2 separate regions of the Zea mays genome follow, and region 1 is linked to region 2. The links are chromatin contacts, called in public Hi-C maps. All regions are on one chromosome and are shown on one strand. Each heading gives the region's core, a stretch centred on a gene start, on an enhancer-like site or on the middle of the called end of the contact. The rest is flanking DNA. Distances are from core to core; before and after follow the strand shown.

Region 1 (5,720 bases), core at 3,024-5,523, 140 kb before region 2:
CTAAAAACGAGAGCCGATAGAGCTGAAAACTTTAGAAAAACTTCCCAAACTTCAGGTGAACTACCAAAAAAAGAGAAAAAAAAAACTATCAAAAAAAAGAAAAAAAATCAAAGGTCAGCTGAACAGTAAAAACAACATGAAAAAAAAAAGCTTTCGTTGAGAGTTGAACTCAAGACCTCCCGCTTACTAAACGGGTGCTCTAACCAACTGAGCTACGAAAGCTTTTGTTTTTATTTGAAATAGTCATCAACATAAACTGAACACTTGTCCGATATTTTCCTTTAAATATATATAAGGAGACACTTAAGATGCGTTGGTTGAAGAGTGGAGAAGAATGCAGTGGCTCTATTTATATTATTTGGTGTTTGGTTTTGAACAAAATAAGAGCGGAGCGGCTCCTGAAGTCTCTATTTAGAAATTTATCATAAATATTTGAAATGCTCCCGCTCCACAAAAAATGACCGGATGCAAGCACTCTCCTCGCTCTCCTCCCCTCTATACTCATATGACTCTCCAACAAAACAAAGAACAGAGTGACTCCACTATATTCTACTCTTTAACTAAACAAAAAATAGAGCGACTATGTTCTGTTAGCCAAATACAGAATAGAATGTCTCTATTATCAAAAACTAGAATGAAGCTGCTCTATTCTCAAAAACTAGAATAAAGCTACTCTATTCAAGTTAACTCTCCAACCAAACACACTCTAAGACCCTCAAATCTACAAAAAATAATATACTCCGTATATGTTTTCCAAGACACCACCTCCTCTCAGTTTTACCAAAAGTTTCTCAACGCTTCATGTGCAAGGACATAGATAGGCAGACACGTATATATACTATAGACCAGCCCACCCCAACTGTATCCTACAATGTCCCAAGTTCAAAATTTTGGTACCAGCCCCGTTTGTTTCAATTTTCAAAATAAACGACATTTACAACAAGCTAATCAGTTCAAACCTTGTTTTGTTTTAAAACGGAGTCGGAAACAAGCATGTGAACATTCACCAAATCACTGTGCCATGAACACAGCGTTCTGTTTCATTGTATACAAAATAAGGTGACTGAAAACAGCTCAGTGCTACAAAAGGAATTTTCCCATCAAAGAACATCTGGTGCCACCTTTAGCAAGGCAATGAACAAAACACACAGATGGTGCCAAGGTACAAAAACATCGTACCTAAGTTATGATACATCGTTTGCTTATTCATCAGCTAGTTGAGCAAAATATGGAAAATGGAAGAACCCAGTTTATCAACCATAATGGAAGACAGATTCAGCGATAGAGGCTCTCAGATCTCAAGTTCTCAGCAATCTCAGTCTCCCAGCGATCACCATTCTCAAGCAATTTCTCCTTGTCGTACAGTAGTTCCTGCATCGTTGCATGCCAAAACTTAGCAGCAAGACATGAAAAAACTTGAGATAAAACCTGCAGTGGAATGAAGTGGTTTACCTCGTGTGTCTCAGTGGCAAACTCAAAGTTAGGCCCCTCAACAATAGCATCGACTGGGCAAGCCTCTTGACAGAACCCACAGTAAATGCATTTGGTCATGTCAATATCATATCTGTGATGAGAAAAAAGCAACACAAGTTCAGAATGAAGTTTAATTGCATAAGAACAACAACAAAGACTTTGTCCCAATCAAGTTGAGGTAGACTCGAGTTGAAACCCGATATCAGCCACAAGTCCAAAAAAGAAAGAGGAAAAACTTCATTTTGATTACCTTGTGGTTCGGCGACTGCCATCTTCACGTTCTTCAGCCTCAATTGTAATTGCCTGCGCTGGGCATATCTGCTCGAATAGTCAGAATTATGTATCAATAACAGCCACCTTAATTACTACAAGAACCATCAACAATCCTAGTATAACAAAAAAAACATTTCACTATACTAAATTAGTCAGAAGTACCTCGTGTTGAAGCAAGCATATTCAATTAATATATTACTCCTTCTGTTCATAAATATATGACACAATTTATCTTTTTAAAAAAGTTTAATCACTCGTCTTATTTAAAATATTTATTCGAAAATGTAAAATTTTAAGTCACACTCAAACGACCTTAAGTGATAAAATAAATCACAACAAAATAAACGATAACACACGATTTTTTTAATAAGACAAGTGATTAAACTTTTGAAAAAAGTCAACCGCGTCATATATTTGTGAACGGATGGAGTACATTTTACCAAAGTGTTTGGTATATCTAGTATCGAGTCAGTAGAGACAAGGAACCTATAATTTTGATCTCAACATCAAGAACCACTGGTATTTATAGTTGAATGTACAATGATGATTGAATGCATAATGCCCACGCCAAAACTTTCATGACACCTTATACGAACATACTCCATATACAGCCAGAAGATAATAAGGAACACCTAAAACATTGAGCAGCAATACGACAGAAATGATTTGCTTGCAAATGACTTACGTTTCAAATTTCTTTTCAAGACATGATACTCAAAATACTAAAATTATAGTAACTTGTATGAACTCAAAAGGACATATTTGGGGTTTTGCGTCTGGTTTAGCTAAAAATCTCAGACCCCGACAGCAAAGATACCAGTAGGTAACTGGTATTTTTGGGATTTGATTTGACAACTAGCATTCGGGAAAGACAGCAAAACAACAGGTTCCTGGCTGTATTTGATCTTCATCATCTGAAGTAAGAAAACTTTAAACTTCAGTACAACTTACAGCTTCGCATAGTTTACAAGCAATGCAGCGCTCTTCCCCAGATTCATAACGTCTGAGAGCGTGCTCACCACGGAAGCGGGGGCTCAGAGGACCCTTCTCAAACGGATAGTTAATCTGCAACGCGGTGAGATAAAAGCAGTCAATGAAAACGTGCAACTACAGTACAGATTACTGTCACATGACAAATTCATCACTTACTGTGACATTTCTATCAAAGAAGTACTTGAGAGTTAGCATCAAGCCACGGACCATTTCAGTCAAAAACAATGTATTGATGCTCCTTTCAAACACTGAAACACGAAAATCACAATGAGATGTGCGTGCACGTGTTTGCTTGGGGGGGGGGGGGGGGGGGGGGGGCAGCAATAAACAAAATTGGCAACAACCATACTCTTGTCCAATGCACAGAAAGACATTATCAGAAACTCACCAGCATTCCAATCTTTTGCGAGATCTTTTGCAAGCTGTTCTTTCTCCTCATCCTCTGGTGATTAAATAGGATTCAAAACTCAGAGAACAGTAACACTGAGCACATTTAAATTAAGGGATTAAACAATCAGAGAACAGTAACACTGAGCAAATTTAAATTAAGTATGCAAACACATAGGAGGACATGAAAATCGAAGTGTGAATAAATAAAGCTCATATGGTAGTATGCCTAATCACTCATCAACTTCAAATGTGAAGTTCAACAGGCCATCCTAAAAATAAACCAAGACGGCAAGGCACAGCTTCATGTTGAGAATTAAATGTTGGCTGAAACTTGAAACTCAAATTTAACTGGTAACCCAAAACTCATCCTGAAAAGTTTCATATACTGCTCTTTTGCACTGCCGAAGGTACCAAAATCCATCAACAGATAACTAATTGCAAACTCATACAGAACCGCATTGAATTATCCTCATCAGTTTCTGATTTCAATTTTCAAGTTCAGCAGTCTGTCCTATTTGATCGCGTCATGTTGATTGAAACAAAGACATACAATCAATCAATAACCCAAGACCAAAAGGTTTCATACATCCCTCAATTCACTGCTGTTGCACACTACTCGTAACATGTAGTTAACCAGCGCATTATTTTTGTGTACCGATACTGGAAAACGGCCCAATAGAAAGGGGAGAGCAGTGACCTTTGAACCGCTTGGGAATCCCCGCGTTCATGTAGGTACGGAGGTGCCCTTGCATCGCCGACGCGGCCGGCCCGAGCTGCGCCTGGAACAAACACCAGCACCACAAAGTCACACGCGCATCGCAACGCCAGCACCCATGGAGGGCAAGGCTCGATCTAAGAATCCGCGAGCAAATAGAGGGATCTGGACTCTAGAAGCGCCGGGCACGAAAATATAAGGCTAGGGATTTCGTACCGTTTGCCTCGCGCGGAGCGCCTGCGCTGCCTGCCGGGCTAGGAGCGACGCCATGGTGGTGCGACCTCACCGGCCACGAAGTTGCGGAGGCGATGACCTCGGACAGAAACGAGGACGTGCCGGCGTAGAGCGGCCGGTGCTGGGCTGCGGCCTGCGGTAGTGGATGCGGAGATGGCCGGGTGGACGAGGAAAAGGAGGAGACGTGCTGCAGATGCGGGTTGACGGTGGGCTGGCTTGTGTCCCATAGCGCGACAGGGGCCCAAGCGGATAAAGGCGGCCCAAACACAGTTTCATAACATTTTATACAATAGACTATGCAGCAATTTCACAAAAAATGATATAAAAATTCACAAGAAATGTAGAATTTATGACATTTTTTATTTTTTCCCCAAAAGGGTCCTATTTTGTTTATAGAGTAGAGTTTAGAATAAAAAATACTCACTCCGTCCTAAATTATAATTCGTTTGACTTTTTTTGTTAAGTTTGAGCGGCTCATCTTATTCATTTTTTAAGAAAAACAAAATTGAAAGCCACATTTAAAGTATATTAATGATAAAAATATCACAGCAAAAATTAACAATAGTTATGATTTTTTAATAATACACGCCGGTCAGACCTTGAGTAAAATAGTGAAATGAATTATAAGTTAGTCCGTTTAAAATATCTTTAAGGGAAGGGACTACATACATCGCAGCGAGAATTTTGATCCGACATGGATTTTACTTAAGGCTAGTATCAGTTGAAATTATGCTTTTAAAACAAATTTTATCTCTAAAACTTATTTTATCATATAACGTTTTGTGATATTTCTCTAACAATATATATATCGCAACAATTTACTTAATGATCGTAGAACTCTAACTATTATTAAAACTATCTATTATTGAAACTAGATATATTGTATAATGTATAGAAAAAAAGTATACATCTAAAAGTCAGAAGACCATATAACTAAAAAATAACCATATTAAATTATGCAAAATTTAATTTTAGTAAATAAATTATCTATTAATGATATTGTTTTACGCGTAATGTCTATTTAACTTGATAAATATAAAATCCATCTTATAATTTATGCAACTTTCAGTTTTCTTTAGATTGGAACGCAAGACTTCAATGTTAACATTCACTCAAATACACGTACAACTTGAGTTACATGACAGATGTGACTATGCAACTGACATTGTTTTAAAAAATAGAAAAAAACTTATATTATATATTTGTCACTTAAGGTGATCTTAAAAAAAGTTATTGCCTTTAAAGTGTGACACCCAGGTGTCAGTTTCGTGCTATGTCGGGAAATTTGTCCCTAACGCGAATGCTCAGTGAAAATTTCCTATTTCTCGATCGTGTCTATCTCTGCTTATCAGGATTATTCATGGAAGCTCACTGAAGTCGGAATTATTCGATCGCGAGAAACAGTCAATTTTGGAGCCTGTTAAAACTTTTATTTCTCGGAACGAATGCGAACTCGAAAATCATTTTCGAATTATAAATCTCATCTGAAGCTCATTAAATCAAACTCTCGAAGGCTGTTAATTGATCTGAGTCCGAATCTAATTCCTCGAACCTTGATCTATGTTCGACTACTTTATTCGGATCCGTACTCTCACGCGGAATTCTCAGTATGTTGTCCTCAAATAAATTCTTATCTGACTCG
Region 2 (5,610 bases), core at 2,578-5,077:
AAAAAATGGTTCACTGGCATGAGTGGTACTGTCAGATGATCAGACATTCTTAGTCATAGCTTTAAAACAATAAGAGAAGCTGTTGAAAATCTTCATTGCGCCAAAAGTCCTTAGGAATAAATTGGCATAAGTTTTAGAGAATCAAGGTCGGTATTCGATTCATGCACTCGACAGCAAAACTCCAACGATATGTTGGGACTTGGAAGTGTAGAAAAGCGTGTAAAACTAAGCATTTTATCAACACTTTTGGATCGCCTATTGTGAAACATTGATTTTCCCCACCCACAGGGCAAAGTCGAAGATCTTGGTCGCATGGAACTAGGCGGTTACGCCATTGGCGCTGTTGAAGATTGCAGCAAGCGTCTCAGCGATTATATCAGTATGGATGTTCTTAGTGCCATACAAAGAGCGGGAGCTGCATTCAGTTGGGTGCCTAAAGAACCTTATAACGAGGATGCATGCCTACTTGATTTTGACGTGCTATTGATGGAGCCTCGCAAGCTGGAGAAAACCCTGATTACTTCCATCATGTGGTGGGCTGATGCCATTCGTTTAGCCAATCAAAGGTAAGCTAAACTCACGACCTCTATTTCACGTGTAGTACACTAACATCGGAACACGAATGCATGTCCTTGAAACCATTTCGAAGTTCAGCCACTGTATACTCAGCTGTCTGGGTCATGTTAAAATTCTATTTTCAGGGACCTGATTAGACTGGCCGTAACTCTGTCCTTCAATGGCAAGTACACGAGGCTACCTTCAAACTGGAAGCGCGCAGATGATGACAACGCTGATATCCTCAACTTCGATGGACCCAAGAACGTCTGTTCTGAAGATGGGCGCCAGCATGAGCAACCAGGCTACGGCGCAACCTGGCAGCAATACCTTCATCAGAAATCTGAAGCCATACTGAGCACCTAAATAACGGCACTTCGCCGGACACAAATTTTCCACTGTCACCGAGTGGAAGCTGACTGTTGGTATTGACCTGTAAACCCTCCATAGAATGCATTTTGTACTCCAGTACTCTATTCCAGCACAGAGGAAGCATGCTCTCGCTTCCGTATGTATAATTCAGGATACAAGAGATTTTTTTTTTGGCGGCTGACGCCGGAAAGTTTTCCTGGTTCCAGTTCAGTTTACTCTTTTTTTTCCATCGTAGAACCTCACTAAAAGCCTAAAAGGTGGATCAATTACCACGCCCATATGAGCAAATATTGTATTAAACTGTATGATAATTGTGCAGAACCATGCCATCTTACCGACCGCCCACTGCATCCTTGGCTCCTTGCTATGCCTGGATCCAGCAGTACCCATTCCTGGTTGGAATTGACGAGTGCGCTAGAATTCTATTTTGCTTCAATAAGTCATGTGGCTCGATGCATCATATGGCTTGGTGCAAGAAAATCATTTGTTGTTCTTAAATGATTTTGGATATCATTGGACACTACAGGAGGGTCAACCCTGAGCGGAATTTCAATCTCCTCAGGTTCCAGCAAGACTTGTAACAGGTTTATCAGATAATGCACTGATTATACAAAACCGAATACCAGGCACTGCAGGTGGTGAACAAACCTTGTCTAGCCTTTTTATTTTTGTTTGGATCAAGAGGACTTTGTTGCCGACGGCGCACCCCTATATTTTAAGTTTTCTTATCAGTTAGACTGTCTCCACTAAAACGTGGAAATAAGAGACACAGAACTGTAGATAATACTGTTTATAGAAAAAAGTTTAAAATAAGGAATGAGATAGAGGAACTGCTAGAGATAGACTTACTCTGCGATTTTCGATGTTGCTCTCTAGTTTTCTTTGTTAGGATACCTTTAGGTGCTTTGGACTTGTTGCATCCATGTTTTTGAAAAGTGTGGCCTTAACCACGCCGTGACCTCCATGTTAAATCTATGTGTAAAATCGTTTGCTTCAAGTTCTTCCTTTGCAGGATTTTGTGAATCTACGTTTTTGGGACCATTTGGGCTTTGGGTAGAAACGTGGTAGGACCTCTTAGGATCATTGCTACCAAGTGCTATAAGCTGATCCACCTAGAACACAAATTTCCAATCTCTTGATCCAATTTTTTGCCTTTTTGGATATATTTGTATTTTTTTATCTGACTTTGAAATTTAAATCTCTTTGAGCTCAATTTTTTGGATATATTTGGAACTCCCTTATCCAGTTGTGTGTAAAATTTCAGTTCAATCGAAATCCGTTTAGATCGATTTTGCATAACTTTGACTCAAATCGTTGAATGTAGTATGATCGAGAAACACTGTTTTGGATGTTTTGGTGTCCATTTTTGTGATCGATTTATTTCGTTGGACACGTGTATGCTTCAGAAACATTTTTTAAAACATGTGATCACTAGTTGGTGATATATTTGTGGTTTGAGCATTCTCTTGATTTTTATTAAAGCTAAGTGCTCAATTTTTCCCGATTTTGAAGGTTTTTCTCATAAACACATTTCAAGTCATTTTGAGCGCTTCCGTTATGTTCTTTGGTCATCACAGAGAGTACGAGTCACCGGTTGGTGCTTACTCATCCCTTTTATGTCTTTTGTAGCTTTGGATGTCTAGGTGTACATTAAGAAGCAAGCCAATACTGACTGAAAGCAAAGAATTATTATTGTCTCTTATTTATCTCATCTGGTCAGCTGATTCGACCCTTCACTAGCAAAATGTATGCAAGATGAAACCGTTCTCAAGAATTTTCAAGACGAAGGTGAATACATCATACACAAGAGAGGGGTGAAGTTTCAGTTATACAAGACTTCTTCATCTAGTTTCTTTAAGTACAACAGACCACTTCCATTCCTTCCTCCTACACCAAAAGCCATGTTTCCCACGTACGACGACTGCCCAACTGCAGAAGAAACAGGAACACAAGGCACGTTAATCTTTTCACTGTTCGTTATCAATAAACAAGAGAGAGTTGTTCAACAGCCGCTAGCCATGGATCGGGCCTTGCCTCGCCAGCAGCGATGTGCAAGCACAGGTGCAGCAGCTAGTAGTAGCCGATGTCCTTGTCGTCGACGACGAGGTCTCCGTTGATGAGCTCGCGGTAGGCCGCGACGGGCCAGATGAACCCCCTGGGGAGGAGGCGGGTGGCGAGCTCGACGTCGATGATGATCTCCCTCATGGCGGGCTTCTTCTCGCCGCTGATGGCGATGAGGTAGCTCCTGCCGACCCACCCGATCCACCCGGCGATGTAGAGGAAGAGCAGGCCCGGGGTGACGAACTCGCCCCAGTGCCGCTGGTCGCCGCTGACGATGAGGTGCGGCAGGCCGTCGGCGCCGCAGAGCAGGCCGAACTTGCCGTAGTTCTCGAACCGCCGCTTGGTCTTCTCGATGGTGGCGTTGATGGCGAGGGCCGGGGCGCTGTCGGGCGCGTACTTCTTGAGCGACGCGGTGAGCTTCTTGATCGAGTTCTTCTCGCGCTTGGCGAACGCCTTGGACTCCTTGCACGGGGTCAGCCCCGCGATGTCAGCGGCCGCGGGGGGAGGGGAGGTGGCGGCCGAGGAGAGAAGCACCGACGACAGAGCCAGCGCGGCCGAGAACGTCTTCACGGAGGATGCGAGCGACACACTGCTGCTGCTGCCGTTGCCGTCGCCGCCGGTGGCGGAGCAGGCCACGGTGAGGCGCGCGCGTGGGAGGCGCGGCTTGGCGGCGAAGGCGGCCGTGGAGGAGGCGGCGAGGGCGGCCATCTCTACTGCTGCTGCTGCTGCGTCCGGCGTGGAGCTGGGGAGCTTATTGGGAGGGATCAGGCAGGGTGTGCGGGAGCTTTGGGATCGGAAAGAAACGCGCTCGGGATAAGGGGGGACGCGCAGTGGCCAAGTGGGTGAGGCGGGGATAAGAGGAGTGAGGTGGGCGCCGCGGATTGGCGCCGAGGCATCCGCCGTGGCCGCGTCGGGCGCGCGTGCTCAGATTTTGTGGGGTCGCCGCCTCCTTTTCGGCTTGTGGCTGCGGCGAGCCAGCTGCGGCAGGGATTGGTTAGGTCGTGTGTTTGCCATCTGCTGCTATGCATGCTAAAGAAAGGCAAAATTTGATTTTCACCCGTTTGGGGCTTGGATTTGGATCGACTATATATTAAACTTTAGCGCATGTATTGATACGAAATAGAGAACTTGGATATGAATTAACCATAGTGTAACAAAAAAAAAACAATACATCCAAGGAGGGACAACGGTTACCATACTGAGTCGGTGACCAAATTGCTAACGTGATGAGTCAGCACTATTTACAAGTAAACCTTACTTAGGCTCTGTTCCAAATCTTTAAGATAATTGTTAGTGAGCTAATAAATTGTTAGCTGGGTTGGAGAAGCCATTTGAGAGGTATAACTAATAATTACCTCATCCATTAGCTTATCTGTTCTAAACATCTCAACTAATTTTAGTCGCTAACTATTAGTTTTAGAGATTTAGAACAAGGCCTTATACGTTGAAATCTTAGCTGCTAACTATTAGTTTAGAGGTTTAGAACAAGATAGAACAATGCCTTATACGTTAAAATCTTTGTCATATCTTTTATTCTCATGAGATCTTTGTCATATTTGTGCTTCTAGAATGCTTCTGACCTTGAGGTTTCTCCCAGTCCGAGTACACCTAGTCTCGTGGCTGAGTCTATGTAATATTTGTGTTGGTTCTTTTTCATAAAGCTTGATCTAAATACTCCTGACATGTTAATAATTCTATTTATCTATTCTATATGGAGTTTCATCAAAACTGTGCTGCTTCAAAAAGTTATTTGATGGTTCAGTTAGCCCAAACGCCATGCTTCATTTAAAAAGAATATGAGAACTTGCATTGACTACTATTGAAGGATCACTTGGGAGGTTGGACGCTCGAGAATATATTGTTATATCTTTTGGAAGAAATACTAACAAGAAAAACTAAAAAAAATGAAGTGCAAGTTTATACTGAAGTGCTCATATTGTCTAGTACGATACGGCCATATTCATTTTTGTCATTTATTAGATTTGTTTTTTACCAGCAAGTTTTCTCCTAAGAGGTGGCTGTGAATAGTTACATAAATTTTTTTTTGTGTCTGTCAGCAAGTTTTCTCTTAAGGCCTAATTTGGTGACTAGGGATCCCTAGGGGATCCATATGGGAGGAATCCCCTCGCAATTCAATTTTGAATAGCAAGAGGATTTCTTCCCCTCGGGATCCCCGGTTACCAAATCAGCCCTAAGAGGGGAAACAATGAGCAATCCATATAGATATCCATAGTTCATTTATTTTCTCTGATTATCCCCCAATCCATAGAGATATGTCGGCCAATTCCTTGACCAACTAATTTGAGTTGCACGCGAGTTCTATAGCATGTTATTTACTTAAAATTTGTTTATAATTGGTGATGCCGAGGACTAAACTACTTTCTAAAAGGAGGGTAAGTGGACTAAGGGGAGGAGAACAACATAGACTACAGCCAGCTTTGGACTTTCCATCCTAAAGATTGAGATTCTAAATAACATAAACTATGGCCATAGTCTTGTAGAATTTCCAAATTTCCAAAATTCGTGGTTCTACTGATGCACAACCTGTCTGATTTTACCTTGGGAAGAATTTTAATTGTGATTATTATGAATTTCTTTGTTCAATAATTTGCTGCATATTTT

The links. Hi-C and Micro-C count contacts between places; a contact is called where the count stands out from the background.
Region 1: a contact with region 2 is called in a Hi-C map of bundle sheath, with 2.6 times the contacts expected there. The contact joins the promoter of LOC100282522 here to the promoter of LOC103625835 in region 2. A contact is called at or near these places in 2 of 25 Hi-C or Micro-C datasets (bundle sheath and leaf).

Annotation. Positions count from the first base shown.
Region 1 is chr5:5,730,577-5,736,296 of Zm-B73-REFERENCE-NAM-5.0, reverse strand. LOC100282522 (NADH-ubiquinone oxidoreductase 23 kDa subunit) reads right to left here and starts at 4,273. Exons shown (of 8, transcript NM_001155430.1): 1 at 4,061-4,273; 2 at 3,827-3,908; 3 at 3,128-3,181; 4 at 2,896-2,987; 5 at 2,698-2,811; 6 at 1,724-1,791; 7 at 1,453-1,564; 8 at 985-1,371. The coding sequence starts at 4,114. The coding sequence ends at 1,276. TRNAT-AGU (transfer RNA threonine (anticodon AGU)) reads right to left here and starts at 222; the gene lies at 149-222.
Region 2 is chr5:5,593,832-5,599,441 of Zm-B73-REFERENCE-NAM-5.0, reverse strand. LOC103625835 (photosystem I reaction center subunit III, chloroplastic) reads right to left here and starts at 3,827. Exons shown (of 2, transcript XM_008646236.3): 1 at 2,962-3,827; 2 at 2,597-2,856. The coding sequence starts at 3,696. The coding sequence ends at 2,998. LOC103625836 reads left to right here. Exons shown (of 6, transcript XM_008646237.4): 5 at 289-566; 6 at 702-1,256. The coding sequence ends at 921.